Linked DNA regions of Mus musculus: regions 1, 3, 4, 5, 6 and 7 are each linked to region 2. Evidence: chromatin contacts called from public Hi-C and promoter capture Hi-C data. All regions are on one chromosome and are shown on one strand. The core of a region is the stretch at or near the end of the contact, and the rest is flanking DNA. Distances in the headings are between cores, read along the strand shown.

Evidence for each region. Promoter capture Hi-C pulls out the DNA fragments that hold promoters and counts their contacts. A called contact is a pair of places that touch in the nucleus more often than the background predicts. Capture Hi-C pulls out chosen DNA fragments and counts their contacts.
Region 1: a promoter capture Hi-C map of liver shows a contact between it and region 2, with 8 times the contacts expected there. The contact joins the promoter of Cpox here to the promoter of Tomm70a in region 2. A contact is called at or near these places in 7 of 39 promoter capture datasets (the 3T3-L1 cell line, cranial neural crest, embryonic stem cells and 3 more), 5 of 484 Hi-C or Micro-C datasets (B cells, CD4 T cells, cerebral cortex and 2 more) and 4 of 115 datasets of contacts at active chromatin or transcription factors (astrocytes, embryonic forebrain, large pre-B cells and 1 more).
Region 3: a promoter capture Hi-C map of liver shows a contact between it and region 2, with 7 times the contacts expected there. The contact joins the promoter of Cldnd1 here to the promoter of Tomm70a in region 2. A contact is called at or near these places in 11 of 39 promoter capture datasets (the 3T3-L1 cell line, 3T3-L1-derived adipocytes, the C10 cell line and 7 more), 5 of 484 Hi-C or Micro-C datasets (B cells, CD4 T cells, LSK cells and 2 more), 3 of 115 datasets of contacts at active chromatin or transcription factors (astrocytes, fibro-adipogenic progenitors and large pre-B cells) and 2 of 9 other capture datasets (adipose tissue and liver).
Region 4: a promoter capture Hi-C map of embryonic stem cells shows a contact between it and region 2, with 3 times the contacts expected there. The contact joins the promoter of Dcbld2 here to the promoter of Tomm70a in region 2. A contact is called at or near these places in 5 of 39 promoter capture datasets (cranial neural crest, embryonic stem cells, hippocampal neurons and 1 more), 3 of 484 Hi-C or Micro-C datasets (muscle stem cells, pre-B cells and uterus), 5 of 115 datasets of contacts at active chromatin or transcription factors (astrocytes, embryonic stem cells, neural progenitor cells and 2 more) and 2 of 9 other capture datasets (adipose tissue and liver).
Region 5: a promoter capture Hi-C map of liver shows a contact between it and region 2, with 2.3 times the contacts expected there. The contact joins the promoter of St3gal6 here to the promoter of Tomm70a in region 2. A contact is called at or near these places in 4 of 39 promoter capture datasets (the 3T3-L1 cell line, liver and pre-B cells), 1 of 484 Hi-C or Micro-C datasets (B cells) and 2 of 9 other capture datasets (adipose tissue and liver).
Region 6: a Hi-C map of liver shows a contact between it and region 2, with 2.6 times the contacts expected there. The contact joins the promoter of Nfkbiz here to the promoter of Tomm70a in region 2.
Region 7: a promoter capture Hi-C map of liver shows a contact between it and region 2, with 6 times the contacts expected there. The contact joins the promoter of Ftdc1 here to the promoter of Tomm70a in region 2. A contact is called at or near these places in 4 of 39 promoter capture datasets (hippocampal neurons, liver and pre-B cells) and 1 of 115 datasets of contacts at active chromatin or transcription factors (astrocytes).

The regions. Positions count from the first base shown.
Region 1 is chr16:58,668,123-58,672,074 of GRCm38.p6, forward strand. Cpox (coproporphyrinogen oxidase) reads left to right here and starts at 2,086. Exons shown (of 7, transcript NM_007757.2): 1 at 2,086-2,828. The coding sequence starts at 2,306.
Region 2 is chr16:57,119,835-57,123,457 of GRCm38.p6, forward strand. It overlaps Tomm70a (translocase of outer mitochondrial membrane 70A), which reads left to right and starts at 1,880. Exons shown (of 12, transcript NM_138599.5): 1 at 1,880-2,360. The coding sequence starts at 2,028.
Region 3 is chr16:58,725,604-58,729,366 of GRCm38.p6, forward strand. Cldnd1 (claudin domain containing 1) reads left to right here and starts at 2,307. Exons shown (of 6, transcript NM_171826.3): 1 at 2,307-2,481; 2 at 3,570-3,620.
Region 4 is chr16:58,407,057-58,410,782 of GRCm38.p6, forward strand. It overlaps Dcbld2 (discoidin, CUB and LCCL domain containing 2), which reads left to right and starts at 1,479. Exons shown (of 16, transcript NM_028523.3): 1 at 1,479-1,895. The coding sequence starts at 1,700. 4930461C15Rik (a long non-coding RNA gene) reads right to left here and starts at 1,475. Exons shown (of 4, transcript XR_384912.2): 1 at 1,116-1,475.
Region 5 is chr16:58,521,635-58,525,186 of GRCm38.p6, forward strand. St3gal6 (ST3 beta-galactoside alpha-2,3-sialyltransferase 6) reads right to left here and starts at 1,792. Exons shown (of 11, transcript NM_018784.3): 1 at 1,442-1,792.
Region 6 is chr16:55,820,099-55,823,671 of GRCm38.p6, forward strand. It overlaps Nfkbiz (nuclear factor of kappa light polypeptide gene enhancer in B cells inhibitor, zeta), which reads right to left and starts at 2,040. Exons shown (of 12, transcript NM_001159394.1): 1 at 1,670-2,040. The coding sequence starts at 1,955.
Region 7 is chr16:58,614,783-58,618,662 of GRCm38.p6, forward strand. Ftdc1 (ferritin domain containing 1) reads right to left here and starts at 2,196. Exons shown (of 4, transcript NM_001033404.2): 1 at 2,060-2,196; 2 at 931-1,074. The coding sequence starts at 2,161.

The sequences.
Region 1 (3,952 bases), core at 836-3,335, 1.5 Mb after region 2:
GTATAGGGTTGTAATAGCCCAGACTAGTCTCAAACTTACAGTTTGAGTAGTCCTCCTGTGTCAGCTTCACTTGTGCTGGGAGAACAGGTATGTACTATGCCTAACTGTATATTGATTTAAGTCAAATATGATCCCTTAAGATTTTTTTAATCTGTAAGAAGATGACAAATTTAAAATGTAAATCTAGGGCAAAATATTAAAATCTCAAAACCTTCACTTTCTGTTAATTTAATTTCTCTTTCAACGGCATTAGAGTTCTAACAAGGTCAAGTTTAGCAATACCTTGTTACTAATTGTTACACATGCGTGCATGCATAGAAATAAAGAGAAATACCAGAGAAATAAAGTGGGTTCATCAAACTCTCTCTTAAAAGGGAAAATGAATACACTGATATCAGGGCATAAAATTCATTATTTTTAACAGGGGAAGGATCAAATTAGCAAGGATTCGGAGAAGCATGTGGAGTTTGAAGATGAGTTGTATGTTTGTACCTAGTGAGATAGCATACAGCTCATCAGAATGTCCTGGCTTGTGGGGTTACACAGAGAATGAAATCATAGTACACAATAGAGAGCCAATTTTACACGCAGACGAGCACCCCTACTGCATAGCTTCTGTTTACAACTTACTGACTTCTTATTTGTCCAAGGCAGCTTTTGGATGCATCAAATTGCTTATAGAGGGAACATCTTCATATACTACAAATAGGACTTGGGAGTAATTTACCAGGAAGAGGTGTGTGTGTGTGTGTGTGTGTGTGTGTGTGTGTGTGTGTGTGTGACTGGTTTTGTTTCTTTTGAGACAGGGTCTTACTATGTCGCCCTGGCCATCCTGAAAGTCTTTAAGTAGACAAGGGTGGCCTCAAATTCATATAGGTCTACCTGACTCTGCATTCTGAGTGCTGGGATTAAATATGTGTGCCACTATGCCCTTCTAGGAAGATGGTGGCTTTTATTTTTTTCTCATACAAATCCGTTTGTTTGTTTGTTTGTTTTTAAGGATTCCAGTAAGCACTGTACATTAAGATTAAGGTGGAATCAGAGAACAGGAGAGAGAGACATCCAAACAGGCTGGAAGCTAGTACACAATTTGTTCAGGGTAAGTACACAATTAGTTATTTGTCTGGGCAAGTCTCCTGAATTTCCCATTTGGCTTATTCTTGGCTAGCTTCACATTAGCAGAGCAGGATCATAAAGGAGAAGTTTCTTACAGAAAATTAGAGAGATTCCTTTTCGTTAAAGAGCTTCATTTATCACCAGGAGGCCCAGCCAGACCCAGGCAACCTTCCAAAAGATAATTCTTATCTTTCCTTCTCTTCCAAGTCGGCCTCCAGCCAGGGCACACTACAGCTAAAAGTTAAGGGTTTCTCTCCTCTGCAAGCTTTGTCACTTCTCGTGAATTCATTTGCCTGCCACATCTGCCAGGCCTGAGCACGCATGCTGCTCCAGGTAGTTTGTGGTTGCATTTGTGTAAGAAGCAGGGGAGTGAACATATCGGTCAGAACCATACCCACTGAGCTCCAATTCCTGCTACAGCCAGAATGGAAGCTTGTGAAAGAATAACCAGTGGCCTCGATTATTATTTGTTAGTAGAAATTAGAATCATCAAGGATAGTTAAAGGGCAAATGAGCCCTTCTGATACTATAAAATAATGCTGGCAATGATATATGCTTGGAACAAAACTATTAAATGTGTGAGCTTCTGTCCTCATATTTTCAACGGGTAGGGCTATGGGGAAGAACAGAGATCCAGGATAGTAAACCGGAGTGCGAATATTTTCTCTGGATCTACTCAGGAGCCCACTACCCTGAACTCTTTGGGTAAGCCAAGCACAGGGACAAGGGTGCATCCTCCAGACCCACAGCCAGGACGAAGACAAGGGGTGTGTCTCCGAGTTGTTATTTCTGCCCGTTTGTCGTCAGCCTTCTAACCCCACTTTTGCTCACTGTGGGTGAGCGAGCAGGGCAATCCAAGGTGTACGTGACTAAAGCGCCTATCTTATCAGTCCAAGCACCTCCACAGTCCTCTGGCAGCACAGGAGGCCCGCGTGCGAGCAGCAGGACCCACCTCTGTGCGCAGGGTGCAGTCTTATCTGCTCTTTCCGGGAGCGGTCAGGCGAGTGCAGGAGGCGATAGGACGGGACTACAGTTCCCAGCAGCCTCCTCGGCTCCCGCCAGCAGCCTGCGACCTACACTCGCAGCAGCTCTTCCGAACTCCACGTAGCAGTGCTGGGGAGTCTGGGTCTCAGGACCCTGGGAGCTCCGGTGGGTCTGCAGGATCGGATTTGCCCAGTCCCGGCGGGAGATGGCCTTGCGGCTGGGCCGCCTGGGTTCGGACCCCTGGTGGCGAGCGGTGCTGGGCGACTATGCTCAGCTGCGCGCCGCGTCCCCGCGCTGCGCGTCCGCCCGCGTCTGCCAGCTGCCTGGCACGGCTGGTCCCCAGCCTCGCCGCGGGCTGGGCTACGGCCCCTGGGCTAGAGGCGGGTCCGGGCTGGGGACCCGGCTGGCCGCGACGCTGGCGGGGTTGGCAGGGCTGGCAGCCGCCGCCTTTGGGCACGTGCAGCGGGCGGAGATGGTGCCCAAGAGCTCGGGGGCGCGGAGCCCCTCACCTGGACGGCGGGAGGAGGACGGGGACGAGCTGGCCCGCCGCTGCAGCACCTTCATGTCCTCGCCGGTGACCGAGCTGCGGGAGCTGCGGAGGAGGCCGGAGGACATGAAGACCAAGATGGAGCTGATGATTATGGAGACCCAGGCTCAGGTGTGTCGGGCACTGGCGCAGGTAGATGGCGTTGCCGACTTCACTGTGGACCGGTGGGAGAGGAAAGAAGGTGAGGAGAGAGCTCCTGTTTCTTGGTTGGGCACCAGTTGCAGTTTAGGATTGGGGATTTAAAGTAGAACAGTTTTTACAGGGGGGTGGGGGTGGGGGGTGATCTGTCAGAAGGGACAGACTTGAATGACTGACATTGAGAGAGCCATTCGCTTTCTACTTGCAGATGTGGACCCAGAGGTGCCAACAATGTAGGACAAGTCACTTGAAAATATTGGCAATTCATAGTTGCACTTTTTTTTCTATAGGTTTGTTAAAGAACATCTGCAGGCAGCAAAGTGAAGCTTTCATGTTCAGTTTGTTACTGAACACGTCTCCCCCCCCCCCCCCCCCCAACACACACATTTTTTATTTATCCATCTGGGTGCATTTGTCCCTGCCCTATTAGAGGCAGAAGAAACACTGATCCTTTATGTCTGCTAGATTCCCTATGTCAAGAGTCTCCCTACTGTTTTTTGGCGGGTTATATAAGGAATATTTGATTAGTCTTCCAGTAGTTCTTACTAAATTGCATCATCAAATTTCTTGAAGGATTCCTTAGAATGCCATTCATGTTGAGTCATGTATTGGTGGCCATGTTGTTCCAAACAGAGTAGTCCTTCCCTGTTCTCCCCTCCCGCCTTAATTTTAAACTTGAGGATTTCTGACTTTTTCCAAGCTGGAAATACAACAGTATATCATCAATCCATTGTGAGTTATGATGCTACCACGTCTATATTAAATGGGAGTCAGTCTGATTTTCATGGTTTTTCATCTTGTAATGTTTTAGGGTAAAAGTCACTGACCGACCCAGACACAATCTCAAACACTAGATAGCCAGCTTTGTGTAACCTTTGGAAGTTACTGTTTTCCACCTCTGTTTCATAGTTAATGAATATATGCCGAGAACTCAGAATGTCAGAAACATGGTCAGCACTTAAATCACTCCGGTGGTGTGATCTTGAATATGGTGCCCTGCTTCTTAGAAATAAAACAACTCAGACATTAGTCTTTGAGAACAATGACTCTACGGTGACCTGTTGCCTTAAAGAAAAAAAAAAAACCTATTAAACACACATATATACACACACACATAAAATTTTACTTAATTTTAAACTCTGAACCCCTTAAGAGTTTGAATAGCTA
Region 2 (3,623 bases), core at 630-3,129:
CTATACCACGATTCCTACTCTTCAAGGACCCAAGATGAACTTGAGTAGCAGATACAAGAACCAATAACTATGGCAATGTGGTAATAATTGGGGAAGAAACAGAAACTGTTAATCGATAGTGTGATCATTTTGCTGGTGCTATAAAAGATCCCAAGACCCATATGGACAAAAGAAGTGACTCCCAAAGATTCATATCATGATCCGTGGAATGGGTGCACCCATACACATACATACACAAAATTAACAAAGGTGAAAATCTTTCAAATGTGTTTTAGTTCCAATGGTTTATTCAAACTGGGAGCCTTTAGTCCTCCAAGATATCACAGAAAAAAATGTGAAGTTATAGGGGGAGAATCCTTTTGCTGTTATTCTGAAAAATCCAAGATTACTCAGAGGGCATGAGATTCCGATTTTGAAGTTCTGGGGTGAGAACAGTGCCTACAGCAATCTCTATTTGATCAACTAAGTTACACTACCATTTTCAGTTTGTTGCTAGTGCAAACATTTCACTGGTGAGAACCAACATGACGCAAGAGAAAAGGCCCTGAAGTTTCAAACTGGAACATTCTATTTTAATCACTCCACGTTGACACAACTTGGCCTTTGCATCTTCATGTAATGCTATTATGGTGAGCATCCTGTGGTACTTAAAAGCCAAATGACCATCTATGGGTGTTTGGTTTTTGTTTTTTTGGTTTGTTTGTTTGTTTGTTTGTTTGTTTGTTTGACAAAAGGATGTTCAAACCTGAAATGAAGAGCCATAGCCTGGAACATTTAATTATCCATGCTTTGCCTTTTTTTCTTGAAAATTGTGTGAATTCCAAACACCTTGCAAAGTAGACTTCATGCTTTGAGACCAGATCCAGAGTTCATGAAGGCTTAAGAAAAGTACTTCAGGGCTGACGAGATGGCTCAGCAGTTAAGAGCACTGACTGTTCTTCCAGAGGTCCTGAGTTCAATTCCCAGCAACCACATGGTTGGCTCACAACCATCTGTAATGGGATCCGATGCCCTCTTCTGATGTGCTTGAAAAACAGCTACAGTGTAGTCATATAAATGAAATAAATTTTTTTTAAAAATTTAAGTTATTTCAAATAAGTGAGCAAACTCAAAGTGTTGTGACAGACACTTGTGCTCCAGGGAAGGTTGTATGGGCTAGATGTCAGGTGGAATCCATTTTAAGATACACACGTAAAGATGCCTGCGGTGATCCGGGGTCCTCGAGGAAAGCCAATAGGAAAGCCTTCTAACAGACATCCTTGCCCTTTGTAACTATTAAAGGTGCAGCACACAGGCTGCAAGTCACTTCCATGAGTCAACCTACCTTCCCCAGTTTCCATCTAGTCTTTGCCCTCTGTCATTGTCCCAGGAACTACAAATTTGTCCAAACTACAATCTGGCTATTGCAGAAATATACAAAGCTGGTTTACACAGCACGATGGTCTCACCCTTTTTCCCCCCTCCCACAGTTTCAGTCTTTAACAGGCACCAACGTAGCCACACCCCCCTCCCCGATCCTACCAATCAACTGGGAGGCCCACCATCCCTGCTGGCCAATTCCCTTCACAGTGCTTCTGCAAGTCCCGCCCACTCACAGAGCTACAGGGAGCTGTCCCTCTACACTTGCTGCACACGGCCCCCCACGCCCCTCCTCGCCGCACTGGCGACAGTGCCACGGGTCCTTCTGTCCTGGAGAAGAGGTCTGCAGTCACGCAAGGCCTGAGACCTCCCGAGCGATTCTAGGCAACCGCCTGCAAGAGGAAAGGGAAAAGCCACCCAGAGCGCCAGGCCTTCTGACCCCGGAAGTGGTTCTCCCCTGTACAGTAGATAGGGGCGGGCCCAGCCGCCGGTCTAGCCCGGCATGCCCCGGGCTTCCGGTGACCTCTGGCCCTTTTCTGTCGTCCGCTCCTGCTGCTTAGCGTGCTCGCTCGCGCGTTGCTTTCCCTCCACGCTCCCGGCTTCCTCCCCACGCTGCCCGGTGACCGTGGCGCCCGCGACCGGCGCGGCGGCGGCGGAGGACAGTCGTCATGGCCGCCTCTAAGCCCATAGAGGCGGCGATGGCGGCGGCTGCTGCGCCCGGTTCTGGAAATGGAGTGGGCGGTGGCGGTGGGACTGCGGGCCCCGGCTCGGGCGCGGGGACCCTGCCGCGATGGCACGTGGCGCTGGCCATCGGGGCGCCCCTGTTGCTGGGTGCTGGGGCTATGTACCTGTGGAGCCGAAGGCGGAGGCGCCGGGAAGCGGGAGGCCGGGGCGACGCCAGCGGCCTGAAGCGCAACAGTGAACGGAAGACCCCCGAGGGCAGGGCCAGTCCGGCCCTGGGCAGTGGCCACCACGACGGTTCTGGGGACTCCCTGGAAATGGTGAGAAGCCGCCCGGGCCGTAGAGGTGAAAACGAGCGGATGCAGCTTTTCCTTGACCCGTTGTGCGGGTGAGGGGCCCTCCCACCGGTCGGAAACTGCCGAGTGACTTTAGAGTCGTTTCTGGTTGCCTTTATAGGGAATGGAATAGCAGCTCCAGGCTGGCTAGCGTAGAGACGTTCTTTGACAATTTCCTTTGGGATCCAACAGAATACTTTGCCTTTCTTCTAAGTGACACAGCATTTATCCCTAGTATGTAGGTATGGGAAACATGCACAAATATAGTAATTCCATTAAGCGAAGAAAGGCAAATTTCACGGAACGATTGGAGTTGTACCGTGAGTTGTTATTGTGTTTCCCAAGACCAGAACTTTGCTAAGAACCTTTTAAAAACAAGCCATTTTTCTTTCGGAGTTTCTCTCTCGCTCTGATTGTGTGTGTGTGTGTGTGTGTGTGTGTGTGTGTGTGTGTGTTTGGGGAGGGAGATTAGCAACTATTACAAAGTTCAAAAAAATCATTAGGTAGCTTTGTATATAGGAAATAGTTCAGTTTTTAAGGAACTGTGCCTCCCACCCCCACCCCCGCTGCACATCTTAAAATGTTCTATTTCACCTGGACATATATATACATGTGTCCAAGCCTGATAAAGAGTCTCTGGTGTTATAACAAGCATTGGAGTGATAAACTGCTCTATCGGATCTGGTGGTCAGACTATTAAATCTTTTTGACAAGTTTGACGGCTGTGTGGAGAATTGGCATGGACTGAGATTGAGTGAGATAAGGGACTTTACTGGGTCAGGAATTCTGTGGTGGTATTACCAGAGTAATCCAAGTTCAGAGAAACTTACAGGTAAATAAATACCAGGTATGTGCCTGAGGAAATTCTTTATACACACGCATCCTATGTGCACTTAACACTCATGAGAAAAACTGTACAGTTAAATGAATGGCAGGCATTTTCATCCCATTCAGCCTGAAGACACGTTGTTCTTTTCCTAAGTAGCTTCAGAGGCTCTGGTATATGACTCCAGGGATAGTACTTACTGTGTGTGAGTCACCGTGCTAGCTAGCAGGAAGGCTGTTTGTTCTCTCCTATGGGGAAGTTAAACAGCCAATTTCTAACCAGAACTTACAATGTTGGAGGGAACCATGATCTTTGAGAGCTGAGGAGATGCCATTCTACATTGTCCTGTCCAGCATTGTTATTTTGGTAAGCTCAGTTTATGTCATTGTCATCCTGGTAGGCTAAGAGGATTAAAATATTTG
Region 3 (3,763 bases), core at 1,057-3,556, 1.6 Mb after region 2:
TGATCACCAAAGTTTATAAGAAAAATAGAACAAATATTTAAGATGAATATGCAAGGTTGCTATATTTTGATTAACACAAGTTAACAGTGAACATTTTAAATAAGAATTGTATTTAAGAATATTAGGGAACCTGAGAGGGAAGGTAATTATTGTGGAAAGAGCATTATCTAACCATATAGATTTTTCTGTTACTGGGCTCATTTATAGTGCACCATAACTACAACACTTTCCTTCTGAACACTAGAAACATCAGCTTTAGAAAATTTAGCCAGAAGCCTAGTTCAACACTGTTTGAAGCCTATATCCCATAATCTGTGATAGTTGCTAAGTTACTTGGTTCATTAATAATACATATGAGACTAGCAGCCCAGCAAAAAGTAGGAGTAAACATTTAACTCTAAAAATTGATTACAGATGATTGCTACCCACAGAACATAGCATAAATAAAAATTGGAAAACACCAAAGATACAGAGATAACTCAGAAATGTGAATGTGTGGTCTGTGGGACTGTGTTTGAGAAGGAAGTTGAGGTCTTCTGTTCTGTGGCTTTCAGGGTGGCCAAAACCCCAAGGACACACTTCCATGTTGACCCTAAGCTTGTGAGTGAACAGGGTTCTGAGCGTTTTCTGGGTGTTCTGTGCTGTTGGAAGGTGAAGGCATCATTGTCCTTTGTAGAGTGACTCCAGAACCTCGTACCTCCTGTGTCATGACGACTAAGTGTACTGTGAGCCCAGGACTTAGAACTTCCAGAGCACACGACTAAACAAACACATTGAAATGCCCTCCTGGCAAGTCTAGCAGCTGGGTAGTTAGCAGACAGGTCCGGAAGCCAGCTGAGGTGTGCAAGAACACTTACCACTATTTATGACAGGCTTCTCCTCTTCATCTGGGACAATCGGGAGTTGTAAAAAGCTACTTCTACTGATCTTATTCAAACACTGGACATTCAATTGTAAATAATGCTTTAATGATTCCTTAACAATCCTCAGGTCCTCTGCCTGACATTTTTTACATTTTCTTATCTATAGATTCTATTTTCAAAAGTCCATATATTGAAAACCAAAGGCAATCTTATCTTAAAGATTATGAAGTAAATTGTCCAGTGTCTTAAGATTGGTTTACTAACCTCAGTGTTGATGTTTGCCAAGTTAGTTCATCTTCATGGGCTTCAGTTTCTCTGTCTACAAACTTAGGCTGTTTCTTTTCTTCTTAAAAAATGTCTCTTTACCAGAATTGGTTGCACAAGTTACTTCAGGAAGTAGACGTCTCATGAAGGCCGGTGGATGAAGACATCTGCTGCATAAGTGCATTCACAAGTCTTACTGTGGATTCACTATTCGACTCTACACACTCATCGAGCTTTCAAGATGACACCTGAGGCAAATTACGTTTTCATTTGATGCTATCCGTGAAAATCTAGTCATGCCTTGTGGATACTGGGCTCTGCCAGAAGTCCTTTTCCAGACACAGCCTGTGATGGTGAACCGGAACCACAAGCTAAAGGCAAACGATTTCTAACTTAAAAAAAAAAAAAAAAATCTTCTCTACCTGTTTAGAAATTCCTGTGAAGTATTTGAGGGCTTAGAATCATTCCATTGCTTCCATGTCACACAGCCATCTGTCTCCGAGGCTACCCACAACTTTTTCTGTTGAAAATGATCTCTAAATTCCATTTCATATTACATTCACACTTTAAAGTAACATTTTTGAAATCTAGTATCCTTCGGATTTACAAGTTGGGTTTTTTTTTTTGTTTTGTTTTTTTGTTTTGTTTTTTACAACTGAAACAAACAGGGAACTTGATTACAGTAGAGAGCAAATAACAGATTTCTTCAAACAAGAATAACGTAATTATATCAGGTTATAATGCTAGTTTAGTTAGATCCTTAGTTACATTTAAACAAAACAGAAGAACACGTTGTTCAAATGGGAGGGACGATGTAGGAAATGGGAGGGGGGTTGATATTTGAAGAGTAGAGTTCCATTAAAGTTCATCAACTCCGTAGTACTGATTTTTAGAGGTAGGGTGTTATCGTAGGGAAAACAGAAGACTCGACGTTAGATCTCGGCTAAATCAAAGCCTTTGACTATGGTTGACCAAAGATCCTCCCCCATCACTTTCTGGAGCTTGGTCCCTCCTTTTTTGAGGTGTAACAATCCCGCAGTTAAGACTTCAGCTTTCCTCACTGATCTTCAGAGTTCTTTCTTCGGAGAGAACTACATTCCCCACAATTCCTCGCGCGTCGTCAGGCATGCTCTCCTCTGGCTCTAGCCCCTTCTCCTCCAGTATTCCTACAAGTCCCACAAGGCCCCTCGGCCCAGGGCCGCTTTGGCCCGGCCTGGGGTGGAGGTGGAGGCGGAGGCGCGGGAGTTATGGAGGGGGCGGGCTCTGCAGGGAAGTACGTCAGAGGAGGCGCGGGGAGAGTAGGGTGCTGTGGTCGGAGCTGGAGGGCGAAGCCGGTGGAGTGAGAGGATGGGCGGTGAGTTCGCGGGGTCGCGGGCCGGCTCGGCTCGCGACCTGGGGAAAGGGCTCCTTGCTGGCGCGGCCAGGCCCGGGGGCTGGAGCGGCAGGCGGGGCGGGGAGGGGCGGGGCTCCGGGCCAAGGGGCCGGGGCTGGCTGGGTTCGGGTACCCAGGGCGCTCGCCCAGCCCTGCCGGTCTCCGCCCGCCCATGCCAGGCCCTGCTGTGCGGCCCAGGGTGACTGCGCTAGGCGCAGCTTCCAGAACCCGGCCTTTAAGGTCATCCGAGAGCACCAGGATGGACGAGAATTTTGAGAATCAGAATACAAATCGCACTTGCTGGGCTATTGATGACTGTAGTCGCCCCGGTCTTTTCCCCAGTCACTCCCCATTTTCCAAACTCCGCTCCCCAGTTTGTAAGCCTGTTTTCACGGGTGCTTGAGACGAGGGGTTTGGTGCTGTCACGGTGTGCATACATTTGGCAGGGTTTGACTCAGCGTGATCTTGCCTTGAGTCATTTTACCGCGGCCATTTACTACCGCCGTGGAGCCCTGTCCACGCCTAGGGAGTGTTCAGATTTTGCCTAAGTCACTTTTCTGTTTGCGAGTAGGGATTATTTAGTTTTTATGGATCTGTGCTATATTTTAGGATATACGGAGCAGTATTACAGTTTGGGAGGTTGAGAAGTGTGTAATGGAATGGGGGGCGGGGAGAGTAAGGAGTGAAGAATCCGGTTGTGTCAAGAGGCTTGGCTTAGCTTTAATTGAATTGAAGGAGATTGATAACTAACATGGTGTTTTTGCTCTCTTTGCTATGACATACATTTAAACTTTCCCCTCGGGTTAACACCTTCAACTCTGATTTCCAACTTACACCTCACTTCTGCCCTTATTTATAATTGTAAGCCTCCCCACTAAAAAAGCTGGGGGGTCTTCGTTTCCTATTCTGCTGTCTTTTTTCTCACACAAGCCTGAAAACACATAGCATGTTTATAGCTTGTGTAAAAATCCACTCTGCATTTAAGGTGTGCACGCTGCACTGCTGACCATGGGCATGTCTGTTGTTTGTACCTGTAATGTGTATGTCCTTTTCAGTGTTGTCTGTTTTAGTATGCAGGTGATAGACTAGAGAACAAGACTTCTGTCTCCGTAGCATCTTGGGTATGTGAGCATTCAATAAGTACTTTTCATGAGAATGCCTTTTGTTTTAAACTTAACATTTGTTGCCCTTTTGTTTGTAAATTTTTTACATCGATAAATGCATTGCGTTATGGAAAGAAGGGATGGGGAGTAGGGTAAAGGGG
Region 4 (3,726 bases), core at 229-2,728, 1.3 Mb after region 2:
TGGGGGTGGGAGGGGAGATGTTCCACAGTGCACATCTGGAGGACCATGGACGACTTGCAGAAGCCAGTTCTCTCCTAGCAACCATGTAAATTCTGAGGATCAAACTCAGATCGTAAGGATTGTCAGCAAGGGCTCTTAACCAATGGCCTATCTCTCTGGCTTTGCATCCCAGTATAGGTGCTTCTCAGCTTATGATAAGAGTCACATTTGATAAACCCACCATCACTTGAGAACACGTTAAGTCAAGGGAACATTTAATACACTCAAGGTAGTAGACATCCTATGCCAGTATCAGTTTGCTGTACAGCATCCGTTGCTTAGCGTTGAGAAGACCCAGCTGCCAGAAATTATGGCTTGTTAAAGGCAGTCATCAGCAGGACAGGGCACAGCAGCAATACTGTGAAAAATCAACCACCATAAACTGAAAGGTAATACAGATGCTCTATAGTTACTTCCTTTGCTATGCAAACTGTTCTATCTTACTAAGTCCCTGTTTGTTAAAGGTACAATACTTTTTTTTTTTTTTTTAGGGAGTCCCTAATTAAAAATATCCCTGATGGTTTCTCTTTATAAATCTACTGTCTAGTTCTGTGGATTCTTCTTTAAAGACTGCTCTTTCTTCTGCCATACTGCCTGCTCAAAAACTCCATCAAATTGCCTATTATTTGAATTTGTACTTGTTTCATTCTGACGTGCATGATGTACTGACATTTCTTCCCCATTCCAAAACCTGCAAATTATCTATAAAGTGGCTCTAATTCCTGGGACTTCTCTGAGCACAATTTTACAGATAGTGGACTTAAATAGTCTCAGCAACACGGGTCTTATTTTATACTTCCTCTCCAAAGTCCTAGAAGCTATCTTTGCAAAAACTGAACACTACATTTGTAATTGTACCCGCAGATGTTGCTGCAATTGACTGCAGTTTTAATTAAGAAAAACATACTCTGCTATTTAAAAACAGTCCCTTAAATACAGCTCCCAGCTGAAATCTTCCAGCATCCAGCCATCCCACCCCTTCCAGTGGCCTGATGTTCGACGGGGGAGGAGCCAGGAGCAAGCAGGCTCTGGGAAGCTGGAGAGCGCGGGATGGGGAAGTCCCGGAAGTCACTGACCAGAGAGTCTCGGCGGGTTCTCTCTGGGCAGTGGTCCCAAAAACTACAGGCTCTTCAGCGGGGCGGGGACCGCTCCCGGCCCCGGCTTGGGGGCGAACCCGGATCGAGGGAGGCGGGTGGGACGCTCCCAGAGGTCCAGGGCGATTGGCAGACGCGGATGAGGGGCGGTGGAGCTTTAGGAGAGGAGCTAACAGGTCGACAGAGCAGACGGCGTGATGATTGGACGGCACGGAAGGAGCTGGACCAGATCTGGCCGCTCATTGGTCTCAGCATGAGGAGGAGGCGTGGCCAGCGCGCGCGGGAGGGAGGGAGGGCGAGAGAGCGGGGCCGGCCCGCCCGAGAGACGGTCGGTCTACGAGCGCGGCGGGAGCGCGTTCCAGCTCGGGCCCCGGTGCTATCCTCCGATCCGCCGCGCTCCGGCCTGGGGTCTCGGGGCGGGAAGCTCGGTGAAGCGGGCGCGGGGAGCAGGGCGGAGGGGACGAGGCGCGCTGCGCTGCCGCCCGGTCCTCACCGGGTGCTGCGGGCCCCGGGCGCGCGGGGCTCCGCGGCGCGCGCACTATGCGGGCGGATTGCCGGCCGCCGCGATGGCGAGCCGGGCGCCGCTGAGAGCCGCGCGCAGCCCCCAGGGTCCCGGAGGCCCGGCCGCGCCCGCCGCCACCGGCCGGGCCGCGCTGCCCAGCGCCGGCTGCTGTCCCCTCCCTCCTGGCCGCAACTCCTCCTCCAGGCCTCGACTGCTCCTTCTGCTGCTCCTACTGCTCCAGGACGCTGGAGGCCAGCAAGGTGAGTGGTGGCCCGCACCGGTCGGCCTCCTGAGGCTCTTGGCTGTTGGAGGAACCTGCCGACGAACCCAGAGATGCAGAGACACCACACTGGCGAGGCTGATGTGGCGGGGACCGGGGCGGGGTGGTGGTGCCGCCCGGTGTCTCAAGTTTGTGTCGCTTTACTTTTCCGCAAAGCCATTCATTTCTGTGAAAGAGGGACGTATGAGACCCTGCCGTGGAGGCCTCCTTGCTGTCTCCTTCTGGACTGATGGACGGAGTCGGGAGCAAATTAAAAAGCATCTTGAGCTTATTAAAGACAGGCAGGGATTGCTGTTCTTAGGGATAGCGCCCAGGTTCTAACGCGAATGAAGCAAATTGCAGTGCTCTCTAGAGCCTTGCTTACGTTTGCAATTCGTTCTTCAGAGCACCTGCCCATTACTGAGGACCGTGGTTTGTAGATTGTCTTGATCAAACACAGAAGTGGCCCAGAGTAGCGGTCCACTACCAAAAGCGCAAACTTTCTCAGAAAGTGACAAAGCTTCTTTTCCTTCTACAATCCCATTCCAGAAGCGGGAACAACTGTTGGTTGATAAATCATCAACAATAGAAAGAGAATACAGGACTGAACTTTTTAGTGTTGCTGCTTTGGGCAGCGTACCACATTCTGTTTGGCTTTATTTCTTCCATGGCTTTTCTTGTTACTAATTGCTAGGGAGAGTTTCTTGAAATACGTTTTCCATTTCTCAGTTCAGCTTCCCACTGTGTGCACTTTTTGTCAGTAAGGAATATCTTCAAGGTCATGGGATTGTCTCTTGGGAAGGTGCAGCCTTGATGGACGTGTGAGAGGTAATCGCTAAGAGAAAAACGTAAACTGTCCTCTTTAATAGTCACATTTAAACTGAGCAACCTAAGGTTTAGAGGTCTAATAGGCAGATTTCAGTCAGCGCTTACTGTTTTAGAGTGTGGAAGCCTCTGAAGTTTTGGCATCTATGTGTGTGTTTTTCTTTCTCGTGGTGGGGAGACAGACTTATATGGCTACAGAAGCTTAGTGTGTGTGGGAGGCCCGGGACTAAGTGGTTTGTGTAAATCAGTGCATTTAACACACAGCTTGGTGAGTTAGTTATCCCGTTCCCAGCAGAGGGAAACCGATGCACAGGGAATACAGCATATTTTAATGTAGAAAGGAATATGACCATTTAAGCAGTCCACTGTGTTTGAACATTTCTAGATGGCTTACATCTAGAATTTCACGTCATGTTTAAAACAAATCTTCGAGTAACAGAGTCAGCTATATAGGACACCATTATCTTTTGGAGTAGTCATTCCCAGACTGATGTAACATGCAACATTATCTTATTTTAAATGATTTTTGAATCATTTTAGTCAGCATTGTAACAATATATTTCTTCTCCCATTGCCAAAAGATTCCAAAATAAATAGAAATAATTTTAGAGAGCATAAAAAGACATGATTTTTATTTCTTCAAAATCGGGTAGTTTTGTTTGTTTAATACCTTTGTATCAATTTTCTGTCTTGCTCATATGTGAATGCATGTCTCTTTCATAGACTAAGTAAATGAACCAGAAACACACAGTTTTACAAAGGGAAAGCATAATGTATTTATCAATTATTAAACACGAGTTACTAAGTTAGTAAATTAAGGACTAGTTTGGTGAGTATCTGAAAATTCAGAAATTGTATGAGATGAGAATTCCCTGATTTTTAAAAAATCTCTCCCTCTGAGGGCCCTAGTACTGCTTGCAGTGAAATTTCTTTGAAGTTAGTCTTAACTAAGATAACACATTCCTTCAGGGTCAGCTGACATTCCCTCACTCAGGATGTGAATCTCT
Region 5 (3,552 bases), core at 542-3,041, 1.4 Mb after region 2:
AACTGAGACAATCCTGTTTCTGGCACCATGGTATGGAACCATAAAGACTGACATATAGAATGCCCTGTGTACTATTTTGTCACATGCCAACCTTGCTCCGTGTCATAAAATACAACTTTTGGGAAAACAGATCAGAATCATACAGACATTTTCCATAAAAGTTCCCTTGATCCCAAATCGCCATTATCTAAGGTGCCTCTGAAACAGATAACCTTATTCAAAGTCAAACTAACTATCTAAGGCATTATTATTATTTTTATTTATTTATTTATTTTTCTGATCTTGCTTTCAAAAGCAATCTTTTGTGACACTTAAAGCCTTGATTGATCAGAGCTTCCCAAATATTTCACATCACCATGTCGATAAAAAGATAGCTCCGTGGTTAGAAGCTGGAAGGAAATTCTGGATTTGAAGACCGGGAAAGTCAAATCGTCAGGGTAGCCTAATAGGGAGGCATGGCCATCTGAGGGCATACTGAAGAAGCCTGAAGGTCGGCACGTCAGGGCACTGGAGCCATTAAGGACCTGCTATTTTCTAAACCATCCACTATTCATGGCATTAAGGTGTTTCTCTTAAAAACAAACTTGACTCCTGAATTTGAAATCTACGTGGTTTCTAATAGGCTAGCACCTACCATGTCCTTCCTGTCCCATCACCTTTAAACACAATTCTTCACACCCTGGCTGCCCTTCTCCTGGCTTCCTCTAAGGATCCCTAAAAGGCACTTGGAGTTTCTTTATTTTCTAGAAATCGCTTTTTATAGATTTTTCTTTTAAATCAAAATAACAGTGCGCAAGGAAGGGGCTAAGCCCACGAGAGCTCCCTAGGCAACGACCGCAAAATAGCAAGTTTCTTCTCTCTTCTCTTAAAAATTCACAGCAGCCAAAACTGCAGTTTTCTCACCGTTGCCCTTCAGTCCAAACAAACTGTCTCGGCTTTTTGTTAGGTTTAGTTTTATTGTACCAAGAAAGATTTCTTGGAAAACTCAGTAAGGTAAAAAAGAACCTTCCAGGCTCATTCACCCTTCCTCGCTTACAGACCCTTTCAGAAATAATGGTGATCGAGGAACCATGCTCTCCTGTGGGTCTCCCACTGCATAGATTGGGGGCGATCCAGGAGAGCAGAGTCCTAGCGCCCCGGAGCACCACTCTCTCTGGGTTCTCCCTAGCAGCTCTGGGACCCTACAGGAGAGCTCCTGGCTGGTCACCCCGCACACCCTGCTGCCTGGAGGATCTCAGGGCCCCAAGGTTCCCTCATCGCTCCGGTGATTTAGCAGAGGACGAAGGGTCTGAGAGCGCGCAGAGTCCCCTTCCCTACTCCGCAGCGGTTGCAGAATCGGAGTGCCTGGGCAGCATCCCAAATCCCATGCTGGGTCGGGGAACGCAGTCTTCCCCGCACCCCCAGCTAAGCAGACCCGCAGCGTGGCCAGCCGCAGAGTTACCTGCCGAGGCCCGAGCTCGGCCACCGCAGAGGCATGCACAGGGCTCTCCGCAGCGCGCTTCTGTCTGTCCCGTGGCGTCTGCAGCATCGGGTCCCGAGCAGGCGGCGAGCGGAAGCCTGAGCTAGCGGGGTGACAAGAACGCGATCCCTTCCCTCCACCCCTACCCCCGATGTGGCGAAGGAGCAGAGCGGAGCGAGGCGCAGTGTGGCCCGGAGGCTGAGACCGCCAACGTTCCCCTTACAGCTCTCAGCGCCGGACTCTGGGTCCCCCGGCGGCTGTGTGCTACGCCGCGGGAAGCTCCTCCTTATTGCTGGCGCCAGATGCTCGGTGGCCGCCGCCCCCAAGTTCCTGCCGAAAAGTGCTGCCCGGTGGCTGCCGGTGGGCTCAGAGACCCCCGGGGCGGTAGCCGTGCTCTCTGGCTCCTACCTTTAGGGCGGGGCGGTCACCAGCCGCTTGCTCTCGCTGGGAGTCCCCGACAGGAAAATCACTGCGAAGGGAGGGCCGGGAAAGGGCGGCGGGTGGCTTCAGGACAAGGTAGGAGGATTGATTTCCAGAGCCAAGAAGACACTCCCATCCTGCCCCGGTTTGTTGGGAAAGCTGCGGGAGCAAAGGCGGGAGGCTGTAAGGGGCTCTCCTTTCAGGCGCTTATGGGAGGCAGAAAGCAACAGAGTTTAGTTTCACCCTGGACTGTCTGTGACATCAGACACAGTGGGTAATTTGGTCTCTAGCTGAAAGGGAGAGGTGTTCACAAAGCTACACAATTTCCTGCCTCTGCTCTTCAAAGACAAAAGTGTTAGCGGAGTAGGTGTAGACATATATATAGTTCATCTTATATTTTAAAAAGACGTTACCTCAGAAAGAATGAAAGGGGCACTTCTTCACTCCTTTCCTCGTTTCTTCTTTCCTTTTCTTCCTTTCTTCTTCCCTCCCTCTCTCCCTATCCTTTCTTTCTGTAGCCTTCACTAGGAAAAAGTTTGTATTAAGAAAGCCCTCAGACTTGCATAGCTCTGAATGCTTTTTAAAAATCAGTGTCTGGTCAAATACTCACATGCAATCAAATGACCTCCATCCACCTCCGGGAGAGAAGCGCTACTGTCTGGGAGGAAAGGAGCTGGGTGTAACTCAAAGCTGACAGTGTGTCAAGTGGCAGCGAAGTCCTCCCACTCGTGTGATGGACCTTCTAGTATTTTCCTTAATTATACCAACAGCCCTAGGAAGTTGCACTTGTTTTTCCAATCCAAACATGGAAAGGGCTCAAACCATTCCGATTCTTACCCTTTCTACAGATTACCTTTGACATAACTCACATAGCTTTTGTAATTATATGCTTGGCTCTTGGAACACCAGGGTAGTCAAAAAAAAAAAAAAAAAAGTCCTGGAATTTGTCCATCTAGATAAATTTTCTGGAAAACTACCACAAACTTTTAGAGTTTCTGCTGAGTTCTCCCATGCTCTCTTCATGATCTTCAAAATGAAACCCGCATTTTGCTTTATTCCTCCTGACCTCCTAGGTTTTGTGTGCTCGATTTGTTTTTGACCGCACTTCCCTGTGTAATCTAGGTTGGCATGGAAATCTCGGTTCCCTTTTTTCAGACTCTGAAGTCCCTGGATACCCATCTGTGTAGTGGTGCGATGGGGAGGGGCATTCCTAGATTCTCCTCCGTTTTGCTTTTGTTGTGTTGTTGCTTTTATACAAGGTTGTTTTGTTTTGTTTTTTTTTATCTTGCTGTGTAACCGAAGCTGGCTTCTGACTCTTGATAATCCTCCTGCCTCATCCTTCCAACTGCTGATACTACCTGAATACACTATACTCCTCCTAGATTGTGTGTGTGTGTGTGTGTGTGTGTGTGAGAGAGAGAGAGAGAGAGAGAGAGAGAGAGAGAGAGAGAGAGAGAGAGATTGATTTACCATGTGGTTGCTGGGAATTGAACTCAGAACCTCTGGAAGAGCAGAGAGGACTCTAACCAATGAGCCATCTCTCTAGTCCCACTGCCTAGATTTTTTTTTAATCCTGCAAAGAAATATGCTAAGGGAGGAGGACAGGAGCTGCACTTAGGTAACCACCATGACTTTGCATATTCTGCAAAGTTTAGCTGTAACCTACTCACCTG
Region 6 (3,573 bases), core at 790-3,289, 1.3 Mb before region 2:
AATGAGGCATTTGTAGTTTTTAAAACAAGGTCTTTTATGTTCATATAGAAATTATAAAGTACCTGTATGCCATTCACCTAACTTCCTCTAAAGTTCTCAAGGCACCAAGGCAAACTTTAAGTCAGCAATAGGGACTTAAGATTTCTTAGTATTCCCTTCATTAATTTGTACCAAGAAAGCTGCTTAAATTCACTTAGCACATTTCCACACACACACACACACAGGATTTCCCCCTCACTTACGTACATGGGCGTTCTAAGTAAAACGGAAACAGGCCTGTTCACCTTAGAACTTCAGAAGGCAGTTTTAGAATTTACTGAGTGCCACAACTATGTAACAAGTTCTTGTCCATGAATTGAACATATTTGGAACATAAAGAGGAAAACGAACGGAGAACAAAGCATAATTTGGCTATCTGTGCCACAAGTGTGACATAGAGACAGTGACGAGGGCAAATAAAATGATTAAATAGCCTTTCTATTCAAGTTCAGGAATTCCCACAAACACCCCAATGGCCAGACTCTAACAGCACTCCTCTGGAGTGACAAGAGTTAAAACTTCCATGCCCACGTCATAGGGAGAAGAAAACGCACTTTCAGGAATCTCCCATGGCTTGTGTGGTAAACCAAGAACTAGAAACAATCGATGGGTTCAGCCAGATGTCCACGGGCCTACAAACTTCAGAAAGGGCTGTCAAAGCACGCACACCGCGCTTTTCAGGGAGCTGTGGGCAACACTGTGGCTTAAGGCACAGTGTTTTAAATCAAAAAATAACTTTTTAAAAATAAAAGACAACCAAAGCTTATGAGTAGCCAGTGTTAAGGAACAGCAAGGGGTCATTCTTTAAAATAATTGCGATGAGAAGCTCCAACAACTGAGAAAATTTAGGCGGTGTTTAAATCTACCCACAGCTGCATCCTGTTTCTCCCTCCCCCACCCCCCCAAATTATGCAACTCGGTTCGTGAAGAAAGGAAACCATACAACCCGCAGCTAAAGAAAGGGCTTCGCTAGATGTAACTTTTCCATTCTCAAGCACACAGAGAAAATCAGAATTCTGAGCAGGCCTCTGAACCGCCAACATCGTAAACTAAGCGCAGAACACTAAATCACTTTTCTGAACCAGGCTTTCCTCTACGTCCCGAAAAGTGGGTTTTCTTTGATTCATCCCTACAAATAGATTAGGAATACGGGTGTCTTAAAAATCCAGTTCCCAACGCTTTACCCTCTGCCACTGCTTCTCACTGAAAGAGTTACAAGAAGGAAACTACATCTCTCTCCATCAGCTCCAAAAACCTCATAATAGTGTTATAATTTCTCAGAGGTTCTTGAATTCGGAGGTCGGGGGAGAAGTGAAAAGGGAAAAGGTTATGAGATGGAAGAAAAGAGAATCCGAGGCTCTCAAGTTCTTTTCCAGGAAGCCAGCGCGCTAGCCCTCAGGGTCCCTTGGGCGCTGGACTCCGCAGAGGTCTAGGCAAGGACAACGTGCCAGAATCAGGACAAGGCATCTAATCACTCATGACTATTCGCGTCTGTCCGGCCGCTAAGGAAGTCACAGGGGCCGCTTAACGTCTCGACTATGGGGGGGGGGGGGGGTGGAGGGAAGTCCCTCCCCATCCTCCCAGCGTGTGAACCCCGAATAGAGGGGCAAGGAATCTCGCGGGTGGGTACCTTGAGGGCGCTCGGCGCGGGCGCCACCTCTGGGACGGGACTCCACGGCCCCGCAGGAGGACACGGAGGAAGTGGAGGAGAAATCGGAGGAGTCGGAGCCGGGCGAGCCGGGCGCGGAGGGCACGGCGGACAGGTAGCCGGTGTCGCCGGCGCCGGGGGCGGAAGGAGGCGAGGCGCCGTAGAAGTAAGCCAGGTTGAGCGGGCTGGTCATGAGGCCGCAGTCGCCGGCCGCGTCCAGCAGCCCCTCTCCGCCGCGGCTGTCGTCCAGCAGCTTGTCCACGATCATGCTCCCAGGCTAGGCGCTCGGGGTCCCCAGACACCTGCGCCACCGGATGGCTACGCGGTTGGCTGCGGCAGAGCGACTAGTACGTGCGCGCCCGGAGGGGACCGGGCTATTTAAATGAACTGACCTCCTCCTCCGCGCTCCGCCCGGTGAGGCGGCGCCTGGGCTGCCTCCCGCCCCGCCTCCGGATGTGTCTAGTTTCCAGTAAAATGCCCGGGATGAGGCAATGTGCCCTCCGCCCTCGCCCCGCCCCGCCCGGGCCGACCGGTTGTTTTCCGGCGGCTCACCTGGAAACCCCGGCTAGCACCCGCGCCCCGAACCCCCGTCGGGGCCAGCTCCAAGTTTCCCCGGTTGGCCTTCGCTGGACGCACCGCATCCCCAGGGGCCCGGGGTCCGCGGCAACCGCTGTCTGCGCAGGGGCTGCGATGCCCGGGGGCGAGCGGGAGCCCCGGGCTGCTGCAAGAACAGGTCCGCCCAGTTCGGGGAGTGGGAAGCCAGAGCGGTGCGTGCAGAGTTCAGTCTCCTCCCTTGCCTCCAACATTTAGCCCGCCTCCAAACCTGGAAGCGGTTGCCCGCGGACTTTCTGGCCTGGACTCAATTTCAGAGCTCTTGCAGTTTCTCTAACTTCATATCTGGGCCATAAGCAATCTTTTTTTTTTTTTTAGTACAGTATTAGAATAAACAGCAATGACTACCCTTTCGTATCCTTCAATACTAGAAAAAAGCTTCTAGCAAAATGATGAATACGCATATATGCGTGTATATTCTTTGTATGTTTTATATTATTTTTTACGTATTATGTAACGTTTTATTCTGCACAACTTGACCTAGTCCTGATAAACACAGGGATTTTGATGCCTCTACCTTGAATACTTTTTTCAATGTTTATACTTCCGCCGCAAATCCAACTAGCGAACCGTCAAGGGAAGTTTATTTTTAAGGGAGAGAAAGAATGAATGATTAAGTCTAAATTTTCAAGTAACATCTTAACACGTGGGGATAAGGTATACACACACCGATGAAAAGAAACTGACTATGATTAAACATCGTGAGAGGTACAAAGTTCAGTGAACAGCCTAAAAAGAGACTTTCTTGTGGAGAGGGGGAGAAGGGGGAAGTCTTCGCAAAGAATGAGATGAGCCCTAAAGGATGGCCCTAAAGCGTTTGCAGGAAAATCATCTGCCAAGAATTAAGGCCAGGAGTCAGGGAAGAATCCGCAGTGCCTTTTAGGACTGCCAAAGGGAAAATAGCATAAATGTGAAAGGTAACCTGAGCGGAGCACCTACAGGGACCAGCGAAGTTACTAGAACTTTAACGTGAGGGAATCTGAAGCTGGCAGAAATGAAACAGTTTTAGAGAAGATGAGACTGAGGGGAGTCCTAGTGGCCTAAGAAGAAGGAAAAAAAAAGTGACCTAGAAGAAGAGATAGTGGCAAAGAGGTAAGTAGAAATAACTAGATCATTACGTAAGTAAATGGCTCTGCTAGGCAGAATCCACAAATCTAGCATTGCTGACGGGGGTAAGCAGCAGGCAGCCCACAGGTGCTACAGGGCTAGGCAGGTGTGGAGCATGACTAAAAGCACAGCTAAAATTAATATCAATGACGCCTTGCCGTTCGCAC
Region 7 (3,880 bases), core at 946-3,445, 1.5 Mb after region 2:
TGTAGATAAGAAGGCTTTTGAATTTTGCATAGTGTAGTGGAGTCAGCTGAGAGTTTTAAAGACAGATACCTGGTTCACCTGCAGTCATTTTGTTTAACTGATATGGGCCTCAGGACCTTAAAAAGACCCTTGACAAATTCCATTGCTACATAACAAGGGTACAGGTTAGTAATTATTCCACTGGTTTTGAAATTCTATAATGTTGGTTTCATTTTGTTATGTATTAGATATGTACTAAATTTATTTTTAAAATGCACCTAAATCATTACAGACGAATGGATGCAACAGTCTTTGGGTAGCCCTGGCTATCCAGGAGCTTGCTTTATAGACTAGGCTAGCCTCAGACTCAGAGAAATCTTCCTGTGTCTGCCTTCTAAGTGCTGGGACTTAAAGGTGTGCGTTGAGCTAGGATACAAGTCTTAACTGAAGATCAGACAGTTTCTTTGGAGTGCCAGCACTTAGTGAGAACAGTGTAGTTCAAGACACTGACAAGACAAACATAATGAATACCTGAGGGTCTACCTAAAGTTTCTGTGAACTGAAAAAGGAGGGTAATAGCTCTGGGAAGACTCACGAGAGCCCTGCTTCTAAGCTCTTCAGAGCATTAGGCCCATCTGAGGAGTTTGTTAAGGCACAGCTTCTTGGCCCTACTCACAATCAGGTTTCTTGGGCAAGGCGAGAGTCATGAACTTGAATATTTCACCATTCACCTATGATGCTGGTGCTGCAGATGCAGAGATTTGTGTGGTTGGCTGATTGAGAAAAGCCAGACAGGTATTTAATGGACATGTTTCATCCCTGAAGCTATTGACTCACGTCCAGTTACTAAGAACATGAATAACCTAACTAGGACATTTAAATAGCAAGCACCTATATTTTAGATTTAGAAAAAAGCCCCAGCAGAAATTGTTAAAGTAGAATTACAGTCACCTGAATTTCCGGAATGCAGACCTTATTACCTCTTTCGGTGATGTATGCCAGGATTCTTTTGGCATAAAACCATTTCACTGAAGCCTTGTCCTGCGAATATGCTCCAAAACTAGTCATTGTCGTGTCATCGCTGTACAAGCAAGCCTAGGACGGAGGTGAGGATTTGGGGGAAGGGAGAAGGGTAACAGAAGTTAAAATTTCAGGTAGGAATCTCATGAAAAGAGTTTCTTGTCTCAGTGGTCATCTAGAAGAGGTCTTGGATGTTCCGAGTGTCTTGCTTGTCCTTTGAATTCCAGAAGTTTCTATCTTCTTGAACTCAGGATGCCCCAAAGAGCAGCCACTCAGAGAAGTTTCTAATCTTTTTACAGTATGGATTTTCTATGGATCAGACCTGTTAACATTATCAGTTTCATCCACTGACTGTATAGATCCATGACAGAAGCCTACCACAGGGGGCTAGAGAAATGGTTCAGTGGTTAAGAGCACTGGCTTCTCTTCCAGAGGACCCTGGTTCAATTCCAAGCACCCACAAGGCATCTCACAACCATCTAACAGTTCCAGAGGATTGGTCATCTTCATACAGACATACATGCAGGCAAAACGTTACTGTACATTAAAAAATAAATACATTAAAAACAGACAAACATTACCAGAAGGCTAGGCCTTTAATCCCAGCACTCGGGAGACAGAGTCAGGAGAATCTCTGAGTTCAAAGCCCCCACTGTTCTACAGAGTGAGTTCCAGGACAGCCAAGGCTATACAAAGAAACCCTGTCTCAAAAAAGGAAAAAAAAAAAAAGCCTAGCACAAATTTACTAAAAAGCTAAGAGCAGATTTATCATACATGTTGACCGTGAATATGAAATTGCATTTAGCTATAAAAGGGCTTATTCTGCTACCATTGGCTATTGTTTGGGAACCCAAGTGAAGAACTGATTCCCCTTCTTGTTGCTTGTAGTTTGCTGTCACAGTTCTCAATCACCAAAGCCTCGCCATTGAACTACCTTCTCACCTAATGTTAGATGTGAAGATGTGAATGTTAGATACCCAATGATATGAAGGTAGTAAATGTGTCATCACCCAGATCAGAACAAAGTCTACCCTCATAGTAGCCCAAGAGCTCTACTAACCAAGAACATATAAGCATCACTGAGGTTCATCTGCATACAGGCAATTCGATGAATATAAGCTAAAGCCTCTTCCGGAATGGGCTTCCTTCTCTTAGGTCCCATCTCAGCAATAGGAGAATTCAGCCAGAAGATGTGCTACCCACTTCACTGGAAAGGCTCTTAAATACTAAGGAGTGGATACAACCCACCCCTTGTAACAAGTTGAAATCACCGCCACCTGAGACTGCAGCTGCTAATCTACCAACAAGGACACTGTGTCTGGGTAAAGAAACCAAAACGAGCAGAGAGACAATGTATCAAAGAGGGATTGGAGCTTCTAATTTTCTCAATACTCGTTCTGAAGGGTAATGCGAATTATTTTAAATTTCTCAGTTTTCTTGGAATGATGATGGCATAGCCTGCTTGATATACATCAAATCTAAGGAGCATGTTAAACAAACAAACAAAAACACTTGTTTATAGGAAACACTACAACCCCTTCCCTCTTCGTACATAATTGAGCTGACTGTGGAATATGGTTGAGTTCTGAAATCTCCTATTCCAGCTAGAAGAGGCATACAGATTTTGTGGGTAAACTGGCACTTCAAGTTGGCCTTGTGAGCAGACAGAAGATGGAGAAGTGGAAGCAGAAAAAAAGGCATTCCCCCCTGCAGCTGTAATAAGCACACACAGCTGTAGCTACAAGACCATGCTGCTGTTTCCCAATTTTGCAATTGGCATCTTCTTGGCTCCTTCCTTATTCTTTCTTTCAAGGGTCTCTTTGTGGCTTGGCATGTACAGATTTCACCATTCTTTATGGCTGATAATGGGGTGCTTCTAGAAATGTACTGAGTCACTGTTAAAAAAATACATCTGACATAAGAATAAAGCTTAAAATTCAGGACATGCAGAGATGGCTCAGCAGTTAAGAACACTGGCTGCTTTGGGGACAGAACTTCCTTGTCTGGCCTCCGTGGGACAGGATGTGCCTAACCCTGCAGACTTGATGCACTAGGGGTGGGGGGATATCTGGGAAGCCCCACTCTCATAGGAAAAGGGGGTGGGGAGAGGGACTCTGAGAGGGGGCAACCAAGAGGAGGGCATCAATCGGTATGCAAAATGAATGAATGAATGAATAAATGGGGGGGGGCTCTTCCAGAGCTGTTGCTCTTCCAGAGGACTCGGATAGTCCCAGCACCCACATGGTAGCTCACAACTGTTTAGAGCTCCAGCTCCAGGGAACTAACACCCTTACACAGACATACATGTAGAGGAAAAAAAATTAAGATCCCAACTTTGAGCTAACCCCTGCCTTCTTGGAATGAATGGAAATGGCATCTGTCTAGGCAGGTGCTACCCTGCAGTCCACGCTATTCTGGAGGGTGAGCAGCAAATATCTTGATTTGGGGAGACAGTTTGAATAGCAATTGCCTCAAAGTCCACCCCTGGAGAAGGGTGAAAAAAAAAAAACCTCTTTTTTTTTTCCTCCTTGAGGGAGAAGTTAAACTTTGAAACTTGGTTGGAGTCAAACAAGGTAGTCTTAAAGAAGAAATGATCAGATCCATGTTTCTTGACTCAACAGACTCCAATTGAGTCTCCGATTACTCCTATAAAGGAGAGGTGGTTTCAGTCAGTGCTTCTCAAAACATCATTTGCAGGGAACTTTGTTCAAATGCAGAAGTGTGGTTGGTGGAGCCTGAGGCAATGCATTTCTAACCTACTGCCAGGTAGTGCCTGTCCAGGGACACACCTTCAGGGGAAAGGGTATAAGAATATTCCCAAAAATTCTGGGAAATTCTGTAGGGCGCTCATGGCACAGGTGTTGATCATTGCTTAAGAAGG